Regions from separate parts of the Ovis aries genome. Here region 2 is linked to region 1. The links are chromatin contacts, called in public Hi-C maps. All regions are on one chromosome and are shown on one strand. The core of a region is the stretch at or near the end of the contact, and the rest is flanking DNA. Distances in the headings are between cores, read along the strand shown.

Region 1 (6,124 bases), core at 584-3,083:
ACTCAGCTTCCAAGAGTCAAGCGATTTTTCTCAGCAAACCCTCTGGTTTCTTCAGGACAACCCTTGCAGGGCTACCTCGCTGCCATCAGCTCTGCCATCAGCTCTGTTTCTCAGCCATAGCCCCTTTCTCCTGCCTCTTCTCTGCCATCAGCTCTGCCATCAGCTCTGCCAGCCCACACCCTGAGCCTCCTTCCAGACTGGCTGGACTCCCACCCTTCCCCTACGAGTCCTTCTCAGATAAATCTCCCATCCTGAAGTGCCTTTTCTGTCAGGCCCTGTATCACTGGATGACATACCGCCCCATGAATTGCCCAAGAATTGTTTTCAAGTTGCTTCACGGCACTTATCTCGCCCTCCCACCTAGATTGCAATCTCCTTCTAGAATCAAGCCCTGTGCTCACTGTGAATAGCCGTGGAACCCGACGCAGGTCTTAACACAGTACAGACCAGTGATAAGGGCTTGTAGGTGAGTGGATACAAGTAGATGAAGTTGGGGTTGGGGTGGTCAAGCCATAAAACTGTGTGTCGGGCACTGCGCCCAGTGACTCACCAGCCCTACCTCATTTAATCCTCCAATAACCGTGGGAATTGGGTAATACTATCTCCATCTCATCGACGAGAAAACAGAGGATAAGGAAGGACACATGACTTCTCCAAGGCCACAAGACAAGCAAATGCCAGAGTCAGGATTTAACCCTAGGTTGGTCTGACTCCATTTCTCAGTTGCCTTGCAGCAACCATAGCAGTGGAAGGCAGCGTACTAAGAAGTCGAGAACTTTTTGAAATTCTAAAGAACATCCTATGTAGAAAAGAGTCCAAAGCAAGCACTAGATTAATGCTGTCCAGTAGAACTTTCTATTGATCTTACCTGGTGGCTCAGTGGTAAAGAATCTGCCTGCAATGCAGGAGACCCAAATTCAATCCTTGGGTTGGGAAGATCCCCTGGAGAGGGGCATGGCAACCTACTCCAGTATTCTTGCCTGGACAATCCCATGGACAGAGCAGCCAGTTGGGCTACAGTCCATGGCATCCCGAAGAGTCAGACGCGCCTGAAGTGACTGAGCGTGCATGCAGGACTTTCTACAAGGAGAGAAATGCTCGTTTCTGTGCTGTCTAATAGGATAGACACCAGCCGCGTGCGGCCACTGAGGACCTGAAAAGTGGCTAGTGTGACTATGGGACTGGATTTTAAATCTTACTTAGTTTTAACTGACTGAATTGTAAGCAGTGGCTGTGGCTAGTGGCTAGCATATTGGACAGTGTGTCTCTGGATCACTGCTTCCCAACCATGTTCACACCAAGTAAAGGCAGAAAATAATAATAATTCTACAGTGGGTGAGGTGCTTGTTACTGGGGACAACTGGCTCAAGGAGTCCTGCCCTCCTGGTCCCACCCAGCCGCCCCAAGAGTTATGACCCTGAGGGTCAATGTTTTCAGTGAACGCGGAACCCATTCCAGGCACAACGGCTCTTCATAATGAGGAGTTCCCGGTCAGCTCTAGCCTCCAAGCCTAGGACACCAAAGTCACTGTGATGAGAAACCTGGCGTAGGACACGCACGGGACCTTATCAGTCTTCACATGGTCTCTGACCCCTCCGTGCCCCACAGTTGGTGCCAGGCTCCGGGGTGAGGCTACCGCGCAAAGGGTGGCTCAGAGCCCAGCCTCACTGAGCACGGGGTGGCAGTGAGCCTTCCTGGCCCTCATGGTCAAGGAGCCTGCAGCCCCATGGTCATTAGGGAGCAGCACCCTGGGCACCGCCACAGAACCCGAGACAGGCTCTGGCCCAGTGAAGGGGAGCCCAGGGACCCAGAAACCTATCAGGCAGCACTTTGGCGCCATCTCCTGGGCAGATTGCAGAGTGTCTGTGGGCCGGGAGGAAGCGAGGCCGGGCCTCTGCTGACCATTGGTGGCTCTCAGAGACCTCGCAGGCCCCATCTGGTCACAGGCTGAGGGACAGCAATAGGGTCCACTCCCTTCCTGCTGGGGAAGGGCACCTTGGGGTGGAAGGGAGGGCGAGACCACAGCGCCGGGGAAAGGGGAAGGGAGACAGCTCAAGCATGACGTGAGGAAAGGGGAAGGGAGACAGCTCAAGCATGACGTGAGTTTGGAATGGGTACCTTCCGGAACCCAGGACCTCGTTCACACCTTCATCGCTAAACTGCCCCAGGCCGGGGATATACCAGGAGAGAGCAGACACGAGCTTGGCAGTGGCTGTGATGCAGTGGCTGCGGAAATAGGGTGAAGGGCAATGTCTGGACTGGTCTCTGAGGATGAGAAGGGTTGGCTGCACCCAGAGAAGGGGAAGGGAATGACTTTTTGGCAGAGGGAGCTGCCTGGGCATCAGGCCTGGAGGTGAGAAGGAGGGAGACCCTCTGGGGAAAGTGAAGTGGCTCCGGGTGGCCAGAAAGTGGAGTCTGTGTGTAGGGAAGGGGGCTGGGGTGAGGCTGAGGGAGCCGCAGGATCCAGATCACGCAGGGGCTTCTGAGTTTGAGTGGTTTTACCCATGACCCTGGAGCAGCTGGCAAGTACAGCGGAGAAGCTATATGGTTTAGATATGGGGCAGGGGTGGCGGGAGGAGAGAGGCCCAGGCTGGGAGACAGGACATTCTGCCGCTGACCAGTGCTGGGACCTGGGGCAACCTTCTTCTTCTCGCTTGGCAGCAGCTGCCTCCACAGAGAGGAGTTGACTGATGATGTCCATCACCTCTGGCTTAACCAGTCTGAGTCCCTGAGCACAGGAAGGGAGAGAGGAGTAGAGACAGCCATGCCCTGGGGAACAGCCGCTGCCCAGGAGGGTGTGGGTGGGGCTCTGCAGCCCTTCTCCGGTTCTGTGCAGCTGAATGAAGCCCACTGAGTCTTGAGTTCCTCAGCAAGGGAGCTGGGGGAAACAGCCCTCGTGGAGGGTCAGGCACACGGCTGAGCCTCAGAGGCTTATGGGGGAGGGGTCTCTTGTTCAGAGTTCAGCCTGACACAGTTTCTCCGTCATCTCCACCAAGGGGGTCCTTCTGTCTAGGTGCTGGGGGAAGTCTGGGGCTCTGTCTAGCGACAAAAACCTGAGGAGCCCACAGCCGATTTCTTTCTTTGTGTGTGTGTGTGTGTGTGTGTGTGTGTGTGGCATGTGAAATCTTAGTTCCCTAACTAGGGATCAAACCTGCGCCCCCTACATTGGAAGGTGAAGTCTTAACCACTGGACCACCAGGGAAGTCTTCCACCGCAGGTTTCTTCCCAAGAGATTCCTAAGCCCAGGACGCCATCAGATGAGCCCCGGGAGTCCTTCTCAGGGGGCTAGAGAGTCAGCAGCATCGTTAGTGCCGGAGCCTTTGGGTGGAGTCAGAACGGCAACGCTTAGGAAGCTGAGATGGGGAAACAGGGCCACCAGTCAACAGGCGTGACTCTCTCATTGGAAAGCACAGCCGAGCCTCTTACCTGAGGGAGGCAGGGCAGGCAGGGCAGGATTCGGGTTAGGGTCAGGCTGCATTTGCTGACAGCAACACTTCCCTCGGGGCAGAAGGTCAGAGGTCAGCAGTTCAGCCTGGCATTTCATAGGAAAGAACATCAAGCCCCGCATTAGGGAGTGACCTGTGCTGGGCTAAAGGGCACACCGGAGACTGAGTGATGGAGAAGTAGCTCCTTGGGGGGAGCCCTGAAAGTTCTAGCAGCCTCTCCTTTTGTTTGCTTCTTTTCTTTTCTTTTCTTTTTTTTTTTTGAAGGATAATTGCTTTGCAGAATTTTGTTTTCTGTCAAACCTCAAAATGAGTCAGCCATAGGTATACATATATCCCTTCCCTTTTGAACCTCCCTCTCATCTCCCCATCCCACTCCTCTAGGTTGATACAAAGGCCCTGTTTGAGTTTCCTGAGCCATACAGCAAATTCTCATTGGCTATCTATTTTATATATGGGAATGTAAGTTTCCACGTTACTCTTCCCATACATCTCACCCTCTCCTCCCCTCTCCGCATGTCCGTAAGTCTATTCTCTTTGTCTGTTTCTCCATTGCTGCCCTGAAGATAAGTTCTTCAGTACCATTCTTCTAGATTCCGTATATATGTGCTAGAACATGATATTTCTCTTTCTCTTTCTGACTCACTTCACTCTGTATATTAGGTTCTAGGTTCATCCACCTCATCAGAACTGACTCAAATGCATTCCTTTTTATGGCTGAGTAATATTCCATTGTGTATATGTACCTCAACTTCTTTATCCATTCATCTAGGTCGCTTCCATGTTCTAGCTATAGTAAATAGTGCTTCTCGCAGCCTCTTAATACTGGAGGGCAGAGAGAATCATGCTCCAAGTGTGAAATACAGACAGAACTGTAGTGCAGAGAAAAAAGGGATATGAAATATATCATTATTTATTATTATTTTAATTACATGTTGACATAACAAGATACTGGATTAAATAAAATATATTATTAAAAAGTAATTTCACCTTGTTTCCCCCTTCTTTTCATGGAGTTACAAAAAAATTTTTTAAATAAATAAGCAGTTGGCGTCTGTGGCACGTGTTAAATTTGTAACCGACAGCGCTGTACCAGGCTGTGAGTTCTCACACTGCCTGGGCTGGGTTCATTGCTCTCACCCTTAGGTCTAGTCCATGGAATGGACTGGGGTAGAGACAGACGAGGGACAGGAATTTTCATGTGCCGAGCGCTGGGCTAAACTCTTTTTTTGGGTGGGGGGGGGGGCTAAACTCTTAAATTTTGTTTATCTTCCCAGCAGGGAGAGAGGGGCAAAGCAAGAGGGCTCATTCAGGGTCCGGGGTTGGGGTCAGAATGAGGTCCAGGTGATGGATACAGTCCTCTCTTCCTTGCATTAATCTTGAGTTTCTTTCTGGACAGGGGGTTGCCACCTCCTACCCTCCCTCTACGACTTCCTGGTGGACCATCTTCCCAACTTGTCCTCAGCCCCGTCAGCTGTCCCATAGCCTCTCAGGCTTTGCCCTTATCATCCTGATCCAGACACTCTCCCACCAGCAACAGCGTACTGCTCCCCAGAAATTGCACATCTGCCCCATGACCTTCACAGGCCTCAGCAGTGCAGCAGCTTCCAGAGAAGGGCTTTAGAGTCAGGTCCCTGGGCCTGATGCCTGAACGGAACCTGGGCTCGACCCAGGCTGTGGTCCCAGAAAGACCTTTGCCAGTAAATTCAAAATCCCCAGTTCCAGGAGTGCATTCTTCCAGGATCCAGGCTTTAGCAGCTGCCAGTCCTTGCTCCAGAAAATGACCACAGGAACCACAAGGTGGTGCTGTCCCCACAAACTCCCCAGCAACCCCGTCACCTGCAACTAAAACATATTTCCAGCGTTTGGAAAAAGCAGCTTTCCCCTGGACCAGTTGTTGAATTTCTTTCTCGGCCTTTAGCTGCCAAAGGTTATTCAGACTCAGGAATGCGGCTATGGAAAATGGTCATCTTTGAGTGGAGCACAGACCGCCGATCAATGCCAGTTCTCCTCTACAAAGGAATTCAGTACCCAGAGGCCCGGCCGCACACCTAACGCAAGAGGCCCGCACACACGCTGAGCAGTAGCACGTGGGTCCACGTGTGTGTGTGAACGATGGCCAGAGCCAGAGGATAGTCTTTACAGATTAGTTAGCAGTACGGTTTATTTTCCTTTTCGAGTTAGCTCCAGGATTTTTTTTATTAAAAAAAAGAAAAACAGAAAACCTACATAAAAGCCAAATATGTAAAACGAGGGGGAATTTTTTATAATTATGTCTGCAGTTGTGGGGATAGACGAGTCTCTTGCCAGTGAGTGTTTTTCTGGAGCCTTGTTTGAAACCTGTCCATCTAGTCCCACAGCCTTACTTCATAGATGAGGACACTGAGACTCGGGAAGGAGACATGACTTACGATCACGCAGCTGCTTTTAAAATCCATGTCCCAAAAGGCAGGTGTTTCCACTGAGAAATAAAAAGTTTCTCTTTTCTCTAACTTCTGCCCAGATTCTCTTCAAACTGTGATGATGGCTCAGGCAGCGCAGAATGAGGGTTATGCATGACACGCCCATCCATCTCTGCTCGAAGCAAGCCCTTTCAGCATCCAGGGTTCAGCACGGCCCTCACACTATCCCTGAGAGCTGGGGAACATTAAGAGGATACCTCACAGATCTGGGAACCGACA
Region 2 (6,319 bases), core at 1,711-4,210, 77 kb after region 1:
TAGAAACCAAGCATAAATCACTTAAACTACTCTTTTGTAACTCTTGGACTTCTTCTTCTTCTTCTTTTTTTTTTTTAAATAAATAGAAAACCCTTTCAGCCAGAAAAAATAAAAATGAACTGCATTGTCCAAAAAGGAAAAAAAAAAAACTCCTCCATAATGCAAAATTTCTAGGCAACTGAAGCATCAAAATATTTTAGAAATGTTAACCATTTTTGGATAGGAATTAGTCCTCAAGAGTGTCAGTGCTTCACTGTCTCTGGAAGAGTAAATGGAATGTGTAAGCCCTTTTTGGGGCTTCCCTGGTAGCTCAGCTGGTAAAGAATCTGCCTGCAATTCAGGAGACCTCGGTTCAATTCCTAGGTCAGGAAGATCCCCTGGAGAAGGGATAGGCTACCCACTCCAGTATTCTTGGGCTTCCCTGGTGGCTCAGATGGTAAATAATCCACCTGCAATGCGGGAGACCTGGGTTCAATCTCTGGGTTGGGAAGATCCCCTGGAGGAGGGGACACCAACCACTCCAGTATTGTTGCCTGGAGAATCCCCAGGGACTGTAGCCTGCCAGGCTCCTCTCTCCATTGGGTTGCAAAGAGTCGGACAAGACTGAACGACTAAGCACACAACCCAGCACATGCCCCTTTTGAGGGGAGGCTGCTTTAGTCAATTGCAGTTCCGGACCGAACACAGATCTTCAGGGACCATAATTCACAGTAATAAAGCTACTATATATGAAGGTCAGGGTGATATATGATGGACACCAGATTAGACAGTATACTCATATTCAGTCAATCTTCATTAAACCCATGAAGAGTATTTTCTTCATTTAGCAGATGAAATGGGAGACTCAAAAAGCCGAAGTGAAAGAGACGTCAAACAAAAACAATTATCTAGTACAGTATGCCCAGGATATACTGATAATTTAAAGATGGCGATACACAGCTGTTCTCTCTTCAGTGTCCACAGTCATCAGGACCACTCTGCATCCTTATTACTCACCAGATGCTCAGGCCCAGGTGCTGTGATATGCCCCAGGGGTACCAACTTGATCCAGACAGAGTCCCTTTCCTGAAGGTGTCCCAGCCGAGTGAGGGAGAGACACTGAATGCAGCATTGACAGAAGGCAAGCCATCAAACCCGGCATCTGCAGTGTTGCAGAAGCCTGACAGAGCAAGCCATCGACCCGGCATCTGCAGTGTTGCAGGAGCACACGGGAGCTTGGAGGAGCTGGGCGGGAACTGGCTTTCGGAGATGACAGTTGCTCAGGAGGGCGGAAGGAACAGGAAAGGGCATTTTGGGCCACAGGTGGAGGGAGGCAAAGAGGAGGGATGATGGTATACAAGAGTAACTGCAAGTAATGCACAGTGGCTAAGAGGTGAGATAAATTGAGCATTTGGAGAAGAGGCCGAAAATTACTTCATCCAAAAATTTATTGAGTACCTACTAAATGTCAGGCCCTATGTAAGGTGTCAGGGAGACAGTGGTACATGAGATAAAACCAGGCTCCTGTCTCCTGGAGCTTATATGCAGGTATATTATCTTGTTCTACTTTGTCATCATAGCCACAAAAATGTAACAACATGAGAGGCTTGACTCAAGTAGCTGGTATATCTCTACTCAGGATTCTAAGTGGAATGTATAAAGGGGGGCAGAGTTTGGTACTGGCGTCGTCCTGACTAGCCCTCCCAGGAAGGGAAGCAGCATGGGAACTGGCTTTCGAAGATGATAGTTGCTCAGGAGGGCAGAAGGAATAGGGACGGTTAGGAAGATGCGAGTGCCAGACCACTGCGTAAGGGAAGTATTCACAGGGTCTGGGGTTTAGGATACGGGTATCCTTTGGGGGCTTACCGCAGAGTAGAAAATGTCTGGGTCCTTGAATTCGCTGAGAAGGAACGCAGTCCTGCCATCAGCTATTTCTGGACTCCTTCTAAAGTCAACCACAAACAAGACAGATCAGGTGCTGTTAGTCTATGTTGTTTGAAATAAAAAACAAGCAAAAGGAGAACAAAGTATAGCTTTATGAATCCCAACCCACCTGCTTTCCACCTGCAATGGGAAAGCAAGTTTAGAAAATGAAGGGTTTGGGTGTTTGGTACAAGCTCTGAGTCTGAGCCCCACCTTCTGCACAGGTGAGTGGCTGGCTTGTCCACCCACCCAGTCTTAGACTGAGGAGTATAATGGAACAAAAATGATTGCTGCGGATTCTTCCCAGCTTCCTCTTCATACTGTCTTCCTGCTCCCTCTCTTTACTCCTCCAAGTCGTTTCCAGCCTCCCTACCCTGTTTCTTTGGGCTTTTGACACACTCAGGACAAAGGGGTGTAAGGCAGAAGGACGAGAGCTGCAAAGAGGAACAAGGTGGTCTGCTGCGGCAGAAGAGTGGGATACAGGGAGGAAGTACTCCTGGGGTCTGTGCATCCGCACCAGTCCAGAAAGCCGACTAGAGATTGTTTTGATAGCCAGACCGGGTTTCTAAAGGCAGAGAGCCGAGAGCCGTGGAGCTAGGCATCTCCTCGTAGGGCTTGCTGAGAGGGGTTGCTGCAGTAGCAGCAGCAACTCAACTGCCTCACATAAGTTGACAAAAGAGCTGGTAAGAAATCCCCTTTTGGAAGATCAGTGTTTGGAAAATAGGTTCTCTCTCTCTCCGACTTCCTGTGAGGCAGAGGCAATAAAACGAACGTGGATGCAACTAGAAATAATCATAAGTGAAGTCAGGATAAATACCATTTATCACTTAGATGTGGGGTCTAAAATATGACAAATGAGCCTATGAAACAGAATCATGGACACAGAACAGACTGGTGATTGCCAAGGAGAAGGGGAGTAGGGCAGGGATTGGGAGTTTAGGATTAGCAGATGCTAACTGGCATATACAGGATGGATAAACGAGGTCCTACTGTAGAGCACAACGAATGATTCACTATCCTGTGATAAACCATAATGGAATGTACGTGTGTGTGCGCGTGAGACAGTGACCTCACCACCACCAACAGGACGCTGCTGTCTGCCCTCTTCCTTACCTTTTCCACCATCCATAGAGCTAGTGCAGAAAGAGCCAGTGGGGAGTGGGAGTGTTGACCACTGCCTCCTTCCCTTGCTAAGCAGAGAGCATCACATCCAGCAGGCACTGTGTGTGTGTTGAGGGGTGGAGACCTTTGAATCAGATGACTGAAAAACTTCATCAGATTGTTTGAATAATGCAAAGTGACTTATAAGTTACAGAACTGCGAGTCCTCTTCCAGTGTGAAACTGTATTCAATAGAACACAGCTGGCACAGTTACCGGAAAAACAGAACCACTCTACTATTCGTATCTCTAAAAGGTGGTATTTCAGTTGGTTACTTCAGCATTATAAAAGGCTGAACATGAAGCATGCCCTCTATACTGGTGGAAGGGATAGGTTGTGAACAAAGGAAGCAGAGACAGAACATGGTACTCACCTTAAGGCAAGGTTCTGGGGCCCACTGATCCCCTGGCTTGGTAAATTCTCAGGCCCTGACCAGTTAGACCAGTGAGGGAAGCAGGTGGTGGAACTATCATGGGGGATGGGCAGAACACCCCTCCCCAGCACTCTTCTGCCCTCCTAACTTGGCCCCTAGTCTTTTCTAAATGGTTAAACCTGACTTAAGGCACTCATGAATCTGGCAAGTACTGTTTCTGAGTAAAGTTTCGAAAATTAACACTGTATCTAACCAAATGCTCATAGCACCCCCTTCCCCACAAAGGACACTGAAGGAGCATCTTCTGATGTCCTGTACACCAATCCTATGTGACTACAAACTTTATTTGGGTGGTGAACTCCTTTGGAAACCTGATTTTTAAAACAACATTTACTAGACCCCTAGAAAACTATACATGCACACAATTTTGCCTTCGATTTAAGGATTTTTTGGCCCTAGAAGGCTTTTGACTGCTAGTGACCAAAATATTGTTTTGCAAAAATTAGAAATTGCTTAGGTGGAATACATTTAGCAAAAAAAAAAATCTTACGAATTCAGATTATCTTCTATTACATATTGTCTAGACTATAACTTGCAAGTCACAAGTGCAAGAGTTGGTCATTTTTTATGCTAAACAAAGGGACAAAATTCAGAACAGCAGCCAATTGAAAAGGAAAAACTAGCAAATGAACCAGAATAAAAGATTTTATTGTATTCCATACATTCACAGGTCACTTCCAGATTTAGCAATAACACTGCAGTGCTCTGATACTGTGCACTCTTCAGCTCAGACCATGCTGGAAATCTGTGGCTGTAGCTGTCTAGATACCATTCCTAACAGAGCAGCCTGGCAACCAACAGCTAATCGACTGGCAGAATTCACTCCCATTTTCTCAGAAAGTTAAAGGATCGATACTTTCCATTCCATTACAAAAGAGATTACCAAACACTGTGTAGTGCAGAGTTCCTTCCCTGACTCTTTTTTATCTTGTTATGGACTGCTATCCCTTAGTTTGAGAAGCAGACGTTTATCTAGCAAACCTCGGTACAGACCAGCTAAATAACCAAGGCAGAGTAGTGAAAACATAGCTCTTGTTTCTTTGGCCAGAATTCACCCCTGACCTTCAGCCCCTGCCACAGATATGCAAGTACTTGGTTCTCACTGAGTGTGCCTGGCTGACACAAACTCATGTGCCCCACAGTAAAACCTCTTCAAAACTCTGGTGTAAGCCATGGGGGGCAAGGTCACACTTTATTGCACGTGGCCTGCCACAGCCTCAGAAGATTCAGTAGATGAGTGATCACCAGGTTCCACTGTCCCTTGGCTTGGAGGTGCTCACTTGATTCTCTGAGGAAGGCTGACACATGAATCTCTTCACCACAAATTACTGCTTCCATTGCCATGAATCAGTTTGAAATCACCATCCCTTTCTATTGAGATTTTTAAAGTGCAACATGGCACTGAAGAGCAAAAAGCTTTTTCTTTTCTGTAATGAAATACACATTTTCTTTACTCTTGGTGTTTGTAATATGCCTGCAATTAGAAGCAGCAAACACGAAACAAACACAACACGGGTAGAAGGCACAGGATGAGCAGTATGGAAAGTTCACTATTTACTCTTACAGGAACACCAAACCAAACAAGGCCCCAAACCCATTTTGTTAACAGATCGGTCTCCTCTGTTCCACAGTCAGTCCTTGAAAGGAGAAACCACATTTACTAACCCCTGTATCCCAGGTAAGCAGGCCTGTACCAGAACCAAGTAGCCATCATATTGCACCAGAAAATCTAAGTGATCCGAAAGACAACTCGTTAACAAATGCTTAACATTTTCCTCTGAGAATACCATCAAGTCTACTAATCCAAACCCAGAATAATACTGCCATTCAATTTAGCAGAATGCTACATAGTCTATATGGAATAAAAATTAGCCACAAAAATACCTTAGAAAAGATTTCTTTCTCCCCCTTGTGGAGACTTTTAAGATATTATGGAATTCTCAAATCATTATATTCAAACTGCAACCAACCTTTGTTAATACTATTTTTAAATTCTTTCTTAAAAGGGAAAAAAGGGTAAATTTTTTATTTTGAAATATTGACAGGATCCTCCAAAGTTAAATATTAACATCTTTTCATCTCTCTTACGAGAACTTTACTGTAAACATATATTATCACAGAATTAACTATTCAATATGTTACAAAATGTTATACTGAAAGAAAACAAATCTCTTTTGAACCCAGATTCTTCATCCACAAAAGTTTAATGACTAAAATACCACCACAGAATGAACAAATGTTTTATTGGCATGTTCATTGTTGTAAACAGCATCTGGCATGAAAAAGTTTTACCGAAACCTTTTTACTGATTTTTATAAATTAGATGGCATTTTCAAAATTGACGTAGAATTGTGTTCACTGAATAGCTGTATTTAGCAAACTTGCTGATTCTAACAGACTCTGCAATGAAATCACGGTGACTCTATTAGCCTGCGCCATGACCTGACTTCCTAGCAAGTTTATTCAACACGATGTTAAGACGTTTCCCCAAAGTTAAACTACATGTAACTACGTGTCAACTCCAAAAATTAAACTGGGACTTACAAGGTTTTAGAAGATTCAAACTTGAAGTAAAACTTCAAAAATAAATGTACTAAATAAAAATTGAAGCCACTGAACAGAAAAACCTCATTAACAAGGGCAAATACAATCGTATGGGACCCAGTGCTGAGGAACCTCACTGAGGGTTACATTTACAAAGACTGCTATACCTCTCAATGTACACAAATGTACATCATGAATGATATGTAAAAGGAATAACCATGGGAAATAGCTGAACTGCAATTATGGTAACTCAATAGGATCAATTTTATTTACATGCTGA

Evidence for each region. A called contact is a pair of places that touch in the nucleus more often than the background predicts.
Region 2: a Hi-C map of mixed tissues shows a contact between it and region 1, with 4 times the contacts expected there. The contact joins two enhancer-like sites. A contact is called at or near these places in 4 of 16 Hi-C or Micro-C datasets (mixed tissues, muscle and tail adipose tissue).

What each region holds. Positions count from the first base shown.
Region 1 is chr15:40,420,543-40,426,666 of ARS-UI_Ramb_v3.0, forward strand. No RefSeq gene overlaps it. Among named protein-coding and RNA genes, the nearest start is that of DKK3, 22 kb to the right of the region's middle. Within about 2 kb of position 1,834, at least 9 of the 54 cell types and tissues checked have an H3K27ac peak or open chromatin away from gene starts, as enhancers often do.
Region 2 is chr15:40,496,686-40,503,004 of ARS-UI_Ramb_v3.0, forward strand. DKK3 (dickkopf WNT signaling pathway inhibitor 3) reads left to right here. Exons shown (of 8, transcript XM_042233057.1): 8 at 1-30. USP47 (ubiquitin specific peptidase 47) reads right to left here. Exons shown (of 27, transcript XM_060399347.1): 27 at 5,722-6,319. Among named protein-coding and RNA genes, the nearest start is that of DKK3, 54 kb to the left of the region's middle. Within about 2 kb of position 2,961, at least 6 of the 54 cell types and tissues checked have an H3K27ac peak or open chromatin away from gene starts, as enhancers often do.